Linked DNA regions of Mus musculus: regions 2, 3 and 4 are each linked to region 1. Evidence: chromatin contacts called from public HiChIP or PLAC-seq, Micro-C and capture Hi-C data. All regions are on one chromosome and are shown on one strand. Each heading gives the region's core, a stretch centred on a gene start, on an enhancer-like site or on the middle of the called end of the contact. The rest is flanking DNA. Distances are from core to core; before and after follow the strand shown.

The links. A called contact is a pair of places that touch in the nucleus more often than the background predicts. HiChIP or PLAC-seq counts read pairs in DNA pulled down with a chosen protein or histone mark. Capture Hi-C pulls out chosen DNA fragments and counts their contacts.
Region 2: a contact with region 1 is called in a capture Hi-C map of macrophages, with 3 times the contacts expected there. The contact joins the promoter of Rnase10 here to the promoter of Parp2 in region 1. A contact is called at or near these places in 13 of 39 promoter capture datasets (the 3T3-L1 cell line, 3T3-L1-derived adipocytes, the C10 cell line and 8 more), 8 of 484 Hi-C or Micro-C datasets (the C2C12 cell line, bone marrow-derived macrophages, cerebral cortex and 5 more), 16 of 115 datasets of contacts at active chromatin or transcription factors (the 230-238 cell line, the SCID.adh cell line, bone marrow-derived macrophages and 7 more) and 4 of 9 other capture datasets (adipose tissue, liver, macrophages and 1 more).
Region 3: a Micro-C map of macrophages shows a contact between it and region 1, with 2.9 times the contacts expected there. The contact joins the promoter of Pnp here to the promoter of Parp2 in region 1. A contact is called at or near these places in 9 of 39 promoter capture datasets (the 3T3-L1 cell line, the HPC-7 cell line, the SN4741 cell line and 5 more), 53 of 484 Hi-C or Micro-C datasets (B cells, the Ba/F3 cell line, the C2C12 cell line and 37 more), 29 of 115 datasets of contacts at active chromatin or transcription factors (the 230-238 cell line, CD4 single positive thymocytes, CD8 T cells and 21 more) and 5 of 9 other capture datasets (adipose tissue, bone marrow-derived macrophages, liver and 2 more).
Region 4: an H3K27ac HiChIP or PLAC-seq map of embryonic stem cells shows a contact between it and region 1, with 5 read pairs. The contact joins the enhancer-like site here to the promoter of Parp2 in region 1. A contact is called at or near these places in 4 of 39 promoter capture datasets (the C10 cell line, cranial neural crest, embryonic stem cells and 1 more), 2 of 484 Hi-C or Micro-C datasets (bone marrow-derived macrophages and pre-B cells), 6 of 115 datasets of contacts at active chromatin or transcription factors (the 230-238 cell line, craniofacial prominence, embryonic stem cells and 1 more) and 3 of 9 other capture datasets (adipose tissue, liver and pancreatic islet).

Annotation. Positions count from the first base shown.
Region 1 is chr14:50,806,588-50,809,455 of GRCm38.p6, reverse strand. Parp2 (poly (ADP-ribose) polymerase family, member 2) reads right to left here and starts at 1,540. Exons shown (of 16, transcript NM_009632.3): 1 at 1,469-1,540. The coding sequence starts at 1,508. It also overlaps Rpph1.
Region 2 is chr14:51,006,677-51,009,466 of GRCm38.p6, reverse strand. Rnase10 (ribonuclease, RNase A family, 10 (non-active)) reads right to left here and starts at 1,538. Exons shown (of 2, transcript NM_029145.3): 1 at 1,395-1,538; 2 at 1-194. The coding sequence starts at 1,500.
Region 3 is chr14:50,942,760-50,945,553 of GRCm38.p6, reverse strand. It overlaps Pnp (purine-nucleoside phosphorylase), which reads right to left and starts at 1,251. Exons shown (of 6, transcript NM_013632.4): 1 at 961-1,251. The coding sequence starts at 971. It overlaps Gm52117 (a long non-coding RNA gene), which reads left to right and starts at 76. Exons shown (of 2, transcript XR_003951131.1): 1 at 76-346; 2 at 931-1,406.
Region 4 is chr14:50,978,499-50,981,213 of GRCm38.p6, reverse strand. It overlaps the pseudogene Gm8518. Among named protein-coding and RNA genes, the nearest start is that of Pnp2, 24 kb to the right of the region's middle. Within about 2 kb of position 1,388, at least 15 of the 459 cell types and tissues checked have an H3K27ac peak or open chromatin away from gene starts, as enhancers often do. A contact at or near this core is called in embryonic stem cells, where this site is marked.

The DNA of each region.
Region 1 (2,868 bases), core at 291-2,790:
TAAACTTCCAACTTTGGTTCATTTTGCATACTCTTGAAAGTCATTTCTACTTTAAAGGCAAGAATACTAGGTTTGCCTGAGTGGAGGTCTCTGAAAAACTAAGGTTGCTGTCAGAGACAGTAGAGTTGTCTCTGCCCTTGACTGTTAACAAACATAAAACCCAAAACAAACAAAGAAACAAACCCCCAAAGGTTATTGTTTCCTTTTACGTGTATGGGTGTTCTGTCTGTATATGTATGTGTGCCACGTGCATGTCTGGATGTCTGGTGTACCTGGAGGTCTGGGAGGGTGGTTATGACTTGCCATGTGGGATTTTGGAATCAAACTCAGACCCTCTATAAGGGCAACAAGTGTTTTTTTTTTTTTTTGGTTTTGTTTTCTTTTTTTTTTTTTTTTGGTTTTTCGAGACAGGGTTTCTCTGTATAGCCCTGGCTGTCCTGGAGCTCACTTTGTAGACCAGGCTGGCCTCAAACTCAGAAGTCCGCCTGCCTCTGCCTCCCGAGTGCTGGGATTAAAGGCGTGTGCCACCACGCCTGGCTAACAAGTGGTTTTTAACATTGAGCTAACTCTCCAGCTTCTTGACAACCCTCCTCCCCCCACCCCCCTTTTTAAATGACAGGGTCTCTATATAGCCCTGGCTGTCCTGGACCTCACAGAGATCCTCCTGCCTCTGCCTCCCAAGTGCGAGCATTAAAGGTGTGAGCCAACATGCCCACCAGGCTCTCATAATATCCTTTAAAGAAAGAACTTAAAGTAGCTGGAGAGGTGGGTCAGTGATGAAGGAGCTGCCTGATTCTTCCCGAGGCTCTGGGTTTAAGTTCCATCTCTCATATGGCAGACCACAACTGTCAGTAACTCTAGTACGGGGGGTCCAACACTTCCAGGCACATACATGGTGCATATATATATATATATGCAGATAAAATACATAAAGATTAAATAATTTCTAAAGAAATAATTCAACATGCTCTTAATAACTTGCACACCACTCACTGAGCAATACTGCCTAAATTGCTATCCTGATGGGATATTAATAATAGGATAAAATAAGTTTACATAGATCTTTACAGTTCATTACATGGGTCTCATAGCCTTTGGTCTCTAATACCTTCCTTCAAACTAGACCACTTCATCATGGTCATCAGTAAAGTGTTCAACGGTCTGGACTGACCAACTTGCTGCCAGCGTTGCTATTTGGAGCTTTAGAACCTGTAAATTCATTGAACTTTAGTTGCCCGAAATATAAAACCGAGACCACAGACACAGTATACGGTCTACAGACACCAATTCTAAGATTCGAATTTTACTTTCTGAAATCGGATGTATCTTAAAAGGTTGACTACAGCTAATCACTTTACTGTAAGCGCTTATCCGTGACCCGCCTCTTTGGACTGAAGTGTAATATGAAAAAGCGAGAGGCTCCCTGTGACACTGGGCCGAGCATTCAGCCTGCGGACTGAGTTCCCACCTCGCCTTCCAGAGCCTGATCTCTGCCGCCGCGGCGCCATCGCTCTTGAAGGACGACGTCATCATCCCTTGCCCGGATGCGCGGGCTTCTTGTCTAGCACAGGAGCCTGGGGTAGAGCGCATGCAAATTACGCGCTGTGCTTTGTGGGAAATCACCCTAAACGAAAAATTTATTCCTCTTTCGAGCCTTATAGTGGCGGCCGGTCTACATCCTGAAAGTGGGCGGAGGAAGCTCATCAGCGGGGCCACGTGCTGAGTGCGTGTCACTCTTCGGCCCCTGGGAAGGTCTGAGACTTGGGCCTCCCGCGGCCCTAACCGGGCTCTCCCCGAGCGGGGAGGTGAGTTCCCAGAGAGCAGGGCTCTACGCTTGGGCAGACTGGGCAGGAGAAGCCCCGAGTCGGGGCGGATGCCTCCCTCGCCGGAGCGGATGCCTCCCTCGCCGGAGCTTGGAACAGACTCACGGCCAGCAGTGCGAGTTCAATGGCTGAGGTGAGGCACCTCCCGGGCCTCATAACCCAATTCAGACTACTCTCCCCCGCCCTCTTTTTTGATCGAGATCCTTTTGGAGTATTGACTCGAAAGGGTTTTATATATTTACTCTGTGTCTCAGCATTCAGTCAGTCATTCATTCATTTTGAACAGTTGTGACTGTATTGACCACAACCCTCTACTATAAAAAGACCAAGCTTGAGAGTTGTTCAAATATGGATTAAACCATAAAAATATAGAAGGGAGTTTGACAACATTTAGTGAAACATGATATGAACCCCCTCCCACTGTTGGATTTTTGGGGCTATACTTTAGCTATTTGTCTAGCAAAAATAAACGTAGTTCATACCTTCATGTAACTTGTTATTGGGAGAATATATATGTAGACTTATTACAAAACCAAAAAAATGAACCTGTAACTGTAATAAGTACTTAGGAAAAGCACATAGTATCATAATAGAGAAACAGGCTGGGAATTCCTCATGAAGTAAATGAGCAGAGTTGAGCTACAGCGAAGAACACTGAGAAAGGAGAAGCAATTGAGATAGGAGTGGAATAGGGCTCATACCAAGCCCAGCTTTCCTTACAAAGGCGCGAAGCTGTGACTTGACTAGTGTGTGGATGCCTCAGATCGATTAATGACCAAAACTGAAAAATAAAACTTTGATTACCATTTCCCGTCCCTCATCTCCTCCAGGTCTCCATCCAACTAACTCCATGTCCTCTTGAGCTTTCTTTAGAAAACAGGCAATTAAATTAAAAAATAAATAAATAAATAAATAAAAAGCACAAGTGATACGTACACAAACACATACAAACTCATTAAAAAAAAAAAAAAAAAAAAAAGCTGGGTGAGCCAGGCAGTGGTGGCGCACACCTTTAATCCCAGCACTTGGGAGGCAGAGACAGGTG
Region 2 (2,790 bases), core at 289-2,788, 200 kb before region 1:
TGCCAGACCTTCTGTGGTCCAGATGCCCTCTCCCTCTTCAGTATTCTGGGAGTCACTGGGCCAAAATTCATTCAGTGGCTGATCCTCCAGGACGGCAGCTGCCATGTGAAGGCCCAGGCCCAGCCCCAGCCCTAGGCCTAGCAACAGCAGCAACATCATGAACAACAGATGCACCAGTGTCACCTTCATTTTGCCTGAAGAAGAAGAGGAAAATGAAGGCGTGATGTAGAGATAAACTCTGGCCCCTGCCATGGTTGGCCAACGCCAGCAAAATAGACCTTGAGTACTCCACTGAATTCTCCCCGTTACTCCACCTACCTAAGGAAATGAATCTCTTTCTTGAACACTTCTTCTGCCCCTTCTCCTCACATTCCCCATTCCTGTGTGGGTCTTGAGGATTGGAAAGTGGCTAACAGAAGTGACTGTAAGCTGGTCCTTGTCTGAGTAATCAGTGAGGAAACTTGATGCCACTCCATCCTCTCTAGCCCCCGCCCACCGATTCTTAAACAGAAATTATTCTCGAATCACCAAAGAGAGTAGCTAAGCCAAATGAGTACAGAGAAATTCTTAGAGACAACCTTGCTCTAGGAAGCATTGTGTCCATTTTTATCCCAGATTTATTTTGCTTGTTATTATTACCCTTTTCCCAAAAAGGAATAAAAATGAACTGAAAGAGAAATGGGTTCGTTCTCACTCCTAAAGTAAAGCTGCAGAAATGTGCAGTCAGCCCAGGCCTCTGCTACATCTTGTCATTTGTATTTCTATTTGTGGTTAGGGAAGAAATGCAGTACGGCTTTCTCAGGCTCCAGCTATTTTGGCAGCCGCTCTTGGTTGGGGGCCATCCCAGAACTAAGGCAGGAAGATGTAGCTGAAAGGAAGTTACAGTCTTTGCAGTCAACAGCTCTGGGCTCCAAATTGTTAAACTTGTTATGAAACGTGGAAAGTGCATGCTGTGTGTGAGCAGACTCTGAAGCCGAGGACTCGGGGAAGGGCACGGTTGGCCTTCTTGCTCAACAGTCACCCAGCGCTGAGGAAATCTCACATAGAATTTATCTTGGCCAAAAACTAGCATCCATCATTACAGTGGCAATAACATTACATTGGCACAGCATGTGGAAAATACTGCAGAGTGTGCACACTGGCTGTCATTGACTCAAGTGACTCTGACGTTGTTAGAAGCTTGCCAGAGCAGACTGGTGAGATAAACCAGGAAAGATTTCCTTTAGTAAAAACTTGCCAGAGCTTGTTTTTGTTTTAAAGAAGAGGAGAGAAAGAAATTTCAAGAGAATGAAACTGAATGGGCTGTGGATGTGGCTCAGCTGCTAGAGATCTTGCCTAGAATACATGAGGCCCCGGCTTTGCTCTCTGAGGTACCCGACCCTGACGTGGCTTACCTACACTTGTAAGCAGCTTTAGATAGTCTTGGCTCTTCCTATGTCCCCAGTTCTGCTCTCCTAGAGCGTCCTTCTCTGTGAGCTGTACCCAGAAACTGCTCTCCATACAAGTAGCTATCTCCTTGTGTGCTGAGGGCTTTTAAACACAGCCGGATCTCCTGAACCCATGCCTCTCCCCTTCTTTCCTTCCCAGCACAGAATGGACACACTCAGCTAATGTGTCTTTCTGCTCCCACAAACACTTTGAAGTAAAGAAATTTAAGCAAACGACAGGAAGTATCCTCTACCTGGAAGAACTGCAGACAGTTGTATTCCATCAACTGTTCTACTCTGAGTTCCGCCCACTGACCTGTGGTTTAGAACAGTCTCACCTTGTGCCTGAGTCCCAAGCCTGATTGTCTTGTTTTCTACACATACTGCCTTCAGCCCTTTCCCATCACTTCTGGAATGGTAGTATCTGGCGTCTTGTTTTTATTTTTGTTTGCGGCACCTTTCCAATACTGCTTTTCACATTTTTGCAAGGGTAGCATGACTTCATTTGATTATTTGCAGTGGGGAAAAAAAAATCCAGATTTTGTAAATGTAGTTATTTGGCTCTTGAAAAGGAACATGAAAGCAGAACAACTCATCAATCAGCTCCTACATGTGGTGAACTAAACCAGTGAGGTCACCGTGTCCAATAGATGTTCCTTTCTCCAGCTGAAGGCTGAGCATCTGGGACTGATAAGGCACGGCACAGATCATCTCCAGATGATGACGATGATCATCTCCCGAGACGCATGCTTTCTGTAGTCATTATGCAGGAGACCCAAGTGGTGAGCTCAGAGTTCTGCTGTCTACAGGCTTTGGGGGGGGGGGGAGGTTGTTTTTGTTTTTCCTTTTGTTTGTTTGGTTTTTGGCCTTTTGAGCTACAGTTCATTCTCAAATGGTCAACAAAAGTGTAAGTAGAGACTAAAACCTCACCTTGCTCCCTGCTAAACTAACTGCATTAAGACTGGCACAAAGTCTTCTTCAGGTAAAGGAAAAGGCCTTCTTTGTAAATCACATGAAGGAGCTGCTGCGGTCTGAGGATTCAGATAGATGGTTTTACATTTTAGTTCACTTGCACAGTAGTGACCTCATGTGGCCTTCCGGACTTCTTTACCAGAGGAGGTTAGAATTATTCCCCCAGTTTTATAATAAACTTGAAGCCTTGAGATGTTCAGCGATTAGCAGAATACGGAGGGCGGGGGATGGGTTCCTGCTTTGCCAGCTGCCACCCATTGCTCCTTGTCTTTGTGAACAAAATCTCCAGAAAGAAGCTATGGCTGCAGAGACTGACTGGTTAGAAGTATAGTACTGTGGAGAGACTTACCTTATTACTTTATCTTGGACTAGTTCTAGCCTTCCAGAACTG
Region 3 (2,794 bases), core at 2-2,501, 140 kb before region 1:
GCCAGGGAGCTTTAAGTATTAGAGACTTAAAGACATGGCAGACCCAGACATTAGTATAACTTGAGCCTAGCCTGGAGGTATAGCAAGACCTTGTCACAAACTGCCACAGAGTATACTATAGGAAGCAAAACAGGACTATAACACAACAGGTTATCCACAATGAAACAGCTAGGTAGGGCAGGGACAGATAGAAGCAATTAAGTAGGCAAGAATTTAGGATGCAGTCCTAAAGGGCCGGAAGTATGAGGCTTGGCCACCTGGCCATGTCCAGCTATAGCTCACAGTCCCCGAGGACACGTCGGACCTGAGATCATCCTAAAGCCACTGTGATCCCTACAGCTCTGCGGTGAGTCAATCTAGGAATTCCCGACCCAAAAGGAAGGGAGTTGACTTTTTTGCTTTTTGTTTTTGTTTTTAAAGTGGGCAGGAAGGTGTGTATAAGTATCTAAGCAGGTCAGTGAATACAGATTTCCCAGCCTTAAAAAGACTCCATTCCTCATTTGTTAATGCGACTTCCAGCTTGGAGGAGAGAGAGTCGCGGAAAATGAGCAATTTTCCCTCTAAAGGAACTGCGGAATTGCACAACAGAATTATCTACTGGGTTACTTGGACCGCTGGAAAGGAAACTTGTGTTATTAAGTAGTCAGGGCTTTCGCCTCCTTCCCCACATACATCCACATACACCATGGAGGCACAATGTTCCTTGTGATGGTGCCTACACTGCGCTAACCTGTTTCTTCCTGCTCCGGGGCGCCCCTACCGCTGGTTCCCGCGCCTGCCTGTCGCGCCAGCCGCCCCACCATTCTGGAGCCCTATGTCTGCCACTGGGCTCTGTGCCAGGCCTCTCTGCATCCCCAACAGACTCGCTCCTTCTCTGGGCCCAGGCTGATAAGTTCCCAGTTCTCAGCTACAGCCCGTCTCTCTCGGCAGAACGCCCGAGTCCCCGGGCCCGGCACTTACTCGTTCTCCATGGAGTCACCGACGGCCACGCCGAAATCCTGCCCTTTCCGCTCCACGGCGACACTGTCTGAGTCAGGTCAAGACTGTTAGTGCACTATTCGCTGGGCCGGCCTTTATATCCTCAGCCCCAGGCTCCAGCCAATGGCAGCGGCCTTGTCTCCATGGTGACACACCCTCATCCAGAGGTGTGGCAGGAAACCTCTCCAGAGTTCTTTTCAAAGAGACCCACTCCTAGTCTAAGGCAACCAGCAGATGAAACCCGCACACAGTCATGATTTCCCAGCCAGAAAAGGAGGCCTGTGCGGAAAGAGAAGCAGGGTAGAGAGCCCCGGAACTGCCTATCTGCAACTCCATTCTCCGCTGCGTTATTGGATAAGAATTTGAAAAGCGAAAAAATTCAATTTTTTTTCATAGATTGCGCAATCTTGAAATAAAATGAAACGAAACAGTGTCTGAGCTGCTTTCGGGAATAGGGAAGCGGTTGCTGGGCGGGTAACAGTGCTGACTAGGAGCCTGCAGGATTTGGGGAAACACTTCGTGACCCAGATAGAAATGAGTTCTAGATGGTAGGCATAGACAGGATGGCAAGATGGCAAGATGGCAAGTTGATTGGACGCACAGTACGGAGTCCAAACAATTCTGCTAACTTTGAGAACTTTTTTTTTTCTTTTTTTTTTTTTTTTCATGACAGAGTTTCTCTGTGTAGCCCTGGTTGTCCTGGAACTCACTCCGTAGAGCAGGCTGGCCTCGAACTCAGAAATCTGCCTGTCTCTGCCTCCCAAGTGCTGGGATCAAAGGTGTGTGTCACCACTGTCTGGCAGAGAACTCTTGTCAAGAAGAAATTTCACATAATAGAAGCACACATTGCTCCCCACCCCCACCCCAGAATTAAACAGTATACTGTGGAAAGTATTTGGCATCTCTTTTCTGTAATCAAACTACATAACCACCTATGCTTCGTTCTTGAAATTCTTTAACTGTTTCTCTCCTGGAAATTTTCTCTCCTGCTTGACAGTTTATACCACAACTCAAGCCACTGTTTTCCAAACCTGTTTTTCTCACTCACTTAAAAAATATTTATTGAGCATTAACTGTGCACCAGTTTTAGTGGAGTGAGCACAAGAGTAAAAATAATTGCTGGAAAGTTCGGTGTGGTGGTATAGACCTTTAATCCCAGTACTCAGGGCCAAATCAGAGGATCTCTGGGTTCCAGGCCACCCTGGACTGTTGGTAATGAGGTTCTGTCTCAGTAGTAGTAGTGTAGTAGTAGTAGTAGTAGTAGTAGTAGTAGTAGTAGTAGTAGTAGTAGCAGCAGCAGCAGCAGAAAGGAAAGAATGATGCAGGAGATTGTATACATTGAGGCTGGCCTGGGCCAGTCTAAGCTGTTTTGTTGTTGTTTCCTCCTCCCCACTCCCTGCCTCTTCCCTTTCACTCTGGTCCTGCTCTCTCCGGCCCATAGGTTTTTTATTTGTTTCTCATTAAGGATGGTTGTGAGCCACCATGTGGTTGCTGGGATTTGAACTCATGACTCCAGAAGAGCAGTCAGTGCTCTTAACTGTTGAGCTATCTCACCGGCCCCTGTTTTATTGTTTTTAAAACCTTTTTGTTTTATTTACTTATTTTTTATTATGTTCATGGTACTTTGCCTGCATGGTACCTATGTGAAAGTGTCAGAGCTCTAGGGATGGGAATCACACACAGGTGTAAGCCTGGATTTGAACTCAGGACTTCCGGAAGAACAACCAGTGCTCTTAACTACTAAGCCATCTCTGCAGCCCTTAATTTTTTTTTTTTTTTGTAGTTTTTGTTTTTGTTTGTTTGGAGTTTTGTTGGT
Region 4 (2,715 bases), core at 139-2,638, 170 kb before region 1:
TCACTCCTACAGATGCAGCTCTTGGATCTCACCCTGAAGCAGGTGGAAAGGAATGGAGGTCTATGAATATGTACTTATTGTAGCAAGTCAGTGACCTTGACATCCCGCTGTGTGTATCAACCCAACCCCAATGTTTTGGATGACTTGATCTGAAATGATATATTTTATACATCACAGGTAAAAAGCTTCTCCATAAAGCCTAATTGGGAATTCTCTAGTCCCTGAGTCAACACATCGGAAAGGTTTTTTTTTGTTTGTTTGTTTGTTTGTTTGTTTGTTTGTTTGTTTTTTGAGACAGGGTTTCTCTGTATAGCTCTGGCTGTCCTGGAACTCACTCTGTAGACCAGGCTGGCCTCGAACTCAGAAATCCGCCTGCCTCTGCCTCCCGAGTGCTGGGATTAAAGGCGTGCGCCACCATGCCCGGCAACACGTCAGAAAGTTATTCAATAACTTTTTAAATTATTATTTAAAAAAAATGTTTATAGGCATAGGAGTTTTACCTATACAGGTCAAAATACTGGGACTGGAGACTGTGAGCTGCCATGTGGATGCTGGGAAATGAGACTAGGTCCTCTGGAAGAATGGCCAGCTCTTCTTCAGCCCCTTCAAGTTCTTTTCTGTAGAGTGTATCTACTCTTCAGTAGCATCTCCTTCCTTTCTTAATGCACCTTCCAACATTCCCAGAAAATCAATGTGGGCCAGGTGCGATGACAGTTATGAACCAGCCTACCTCCATCTTAGGGTTAAAAGCCATCGTATAGTAAACAGGTTCATTCCTGTTTGTGATTAAATCTGTTTCCCAAGGGCTGGGATATGCCTCACCTGTAACCTTAACTACAAATGGTTCTGTACTGCCTGCTCCAGGAAGTGCCAACCATGTCTTTCTTTCAAAAGGTTGTTATGACCACCTTCGTATGACCACATTGTTATGACCACTTGTTATGCTGTTCCTGTAACCCTGCCCATTAGCCCGCCAAATCCCCCATTTAGAAATCCCCTATAACTGAACTATAAAAACCCTTATCTTGCCCATGTCCAGTGTTGACCTCTTAAACCCCAACTTAGGGAGAGGCAGCCAGTATACGTGAATTGAGAAGCTTGTTTTGATTAATTTGCCCATGATGATTTGGGTGGGTGATTTTTCTCCTTGAATCTTTGGGGTTAACACCCCTTGCTTTTAATCCCAGCACTCAGGAGGGTAGAGACACATGGACCTCTGTGAGTTCCAGGCCATCCAGAGCTACATAATGGAACTGGGGACAATACCTTGGGGTGGGGGTGAAAGCAGTGAGGGGGTTGTTGAAATGTAAACAGTCTAAGGCACTCCCTTCCTTGTAGGACATTCAGGAAGGTCATCTGGGAGTGGAGGGTTGAGAGAGGTGCTTAGAAAACAAGGGCAAGGCTGCCAAAACAAGGCACCCAGGGCAACCAAGAGGACAGTGAGCAGTGAAGGGGTTGGTTGAGACTGGAGGCCAGCCAGCCAGCCCAGCACTGAAGTTTAACTGCAGGAGCTAGAAGGGAGGGAGGGAGTCTGGGTCTCCTTTCATGTCTTGGTGAGGTTTGGCCTAGTCCTAACTCAGAATGTTCCAACTTTTCCTTTTTACTGGTTTTTGGTGTGTTGTTGTTGAGTTGTGTTTTTACCAAATATGCTTTTCCCCAGGCATTTGATTTTCCTTGCTCAGTCTATGAAGCTGCCTGCTGCCATGTGGCTAACCTCCAAACCAGCTTAACTCAAATGGCTTTTTCTGTTTTATTCTCACTTTTCCTCTGGGCAGCTACTGAGATCTACAGCTTGGGATGTTTTTCTTTTAGACTCTAAAAAAGTGAATGAACAAACTTTGTCTCTTGTTGACTTTCAGACTTGGTTTGCCTTTTAATTATTTCATTGGTAGAGAAAAGAAACCTGTTCCCGCACCTCCACACAGTAAATGCTGGCAGAGGCTCGTAAGTCTCAGGATGTGAGCCCTGGGCAACCTTCTCCTCTAAGTTCCTACTGCCTACCATCACCGATTTCTCCTGGGCCCTAGCCAGGGTGGAAAGGAGGCAGAGAGAATGGCAAAACCCAGAGGTCTCATCTTAAAATGAACAGCAGATAGTTATGGCACAGCTACTTTAAGTCATTGTAGCCTGGACACAATGATTTATGTCACCCCCAAATTCCATGTTCCAATGTGGAAACAGTTTCATGAAGTTTTATAGTTTCACAGATCAAAGAAAGCCTTAAATCAAAGCAAGTTTAAAACACATTGGTGGGGGAGGTGGGGGGCCTCCGAAAAGATGGCGGCTGCTCCTGCCGGTGTGGGCCGCCTAGAGGAAGAGGCGGAAAGAACGGCTGAAGGCCCTCCGGGAGAAAACCGGGCGCAAGGACAGGGAAGATGGGGAGCCACAGACCAAGCAGCTCAGAGAAGAGGGAGAGGAAGTTGGGAAGCACAGGGGACTCAGGCTCAGGAACTATGTCCCAGAGGATGAAGACCTGAAGAGGAGGCGGGTCCCCCAGGCCAAACCAGTGGCAGTGGAGGAGAAGGTGAAGGAGCAGCTGGAGGCAGCCAAGCCAGAGCCTGTCATTGAGGAAGTGGACCTGGCCAACTTGGCACCCCGGAAACCTGATTGGGATCTCAAGAGAGATGTGGCCAAGAAGCTAGAGAAGCTAGAAAAGCGGACCCAGAGAACCATTGCAGAGCTGATCTGTGAGCGGCTAAAAGGCCAAGAGGACAG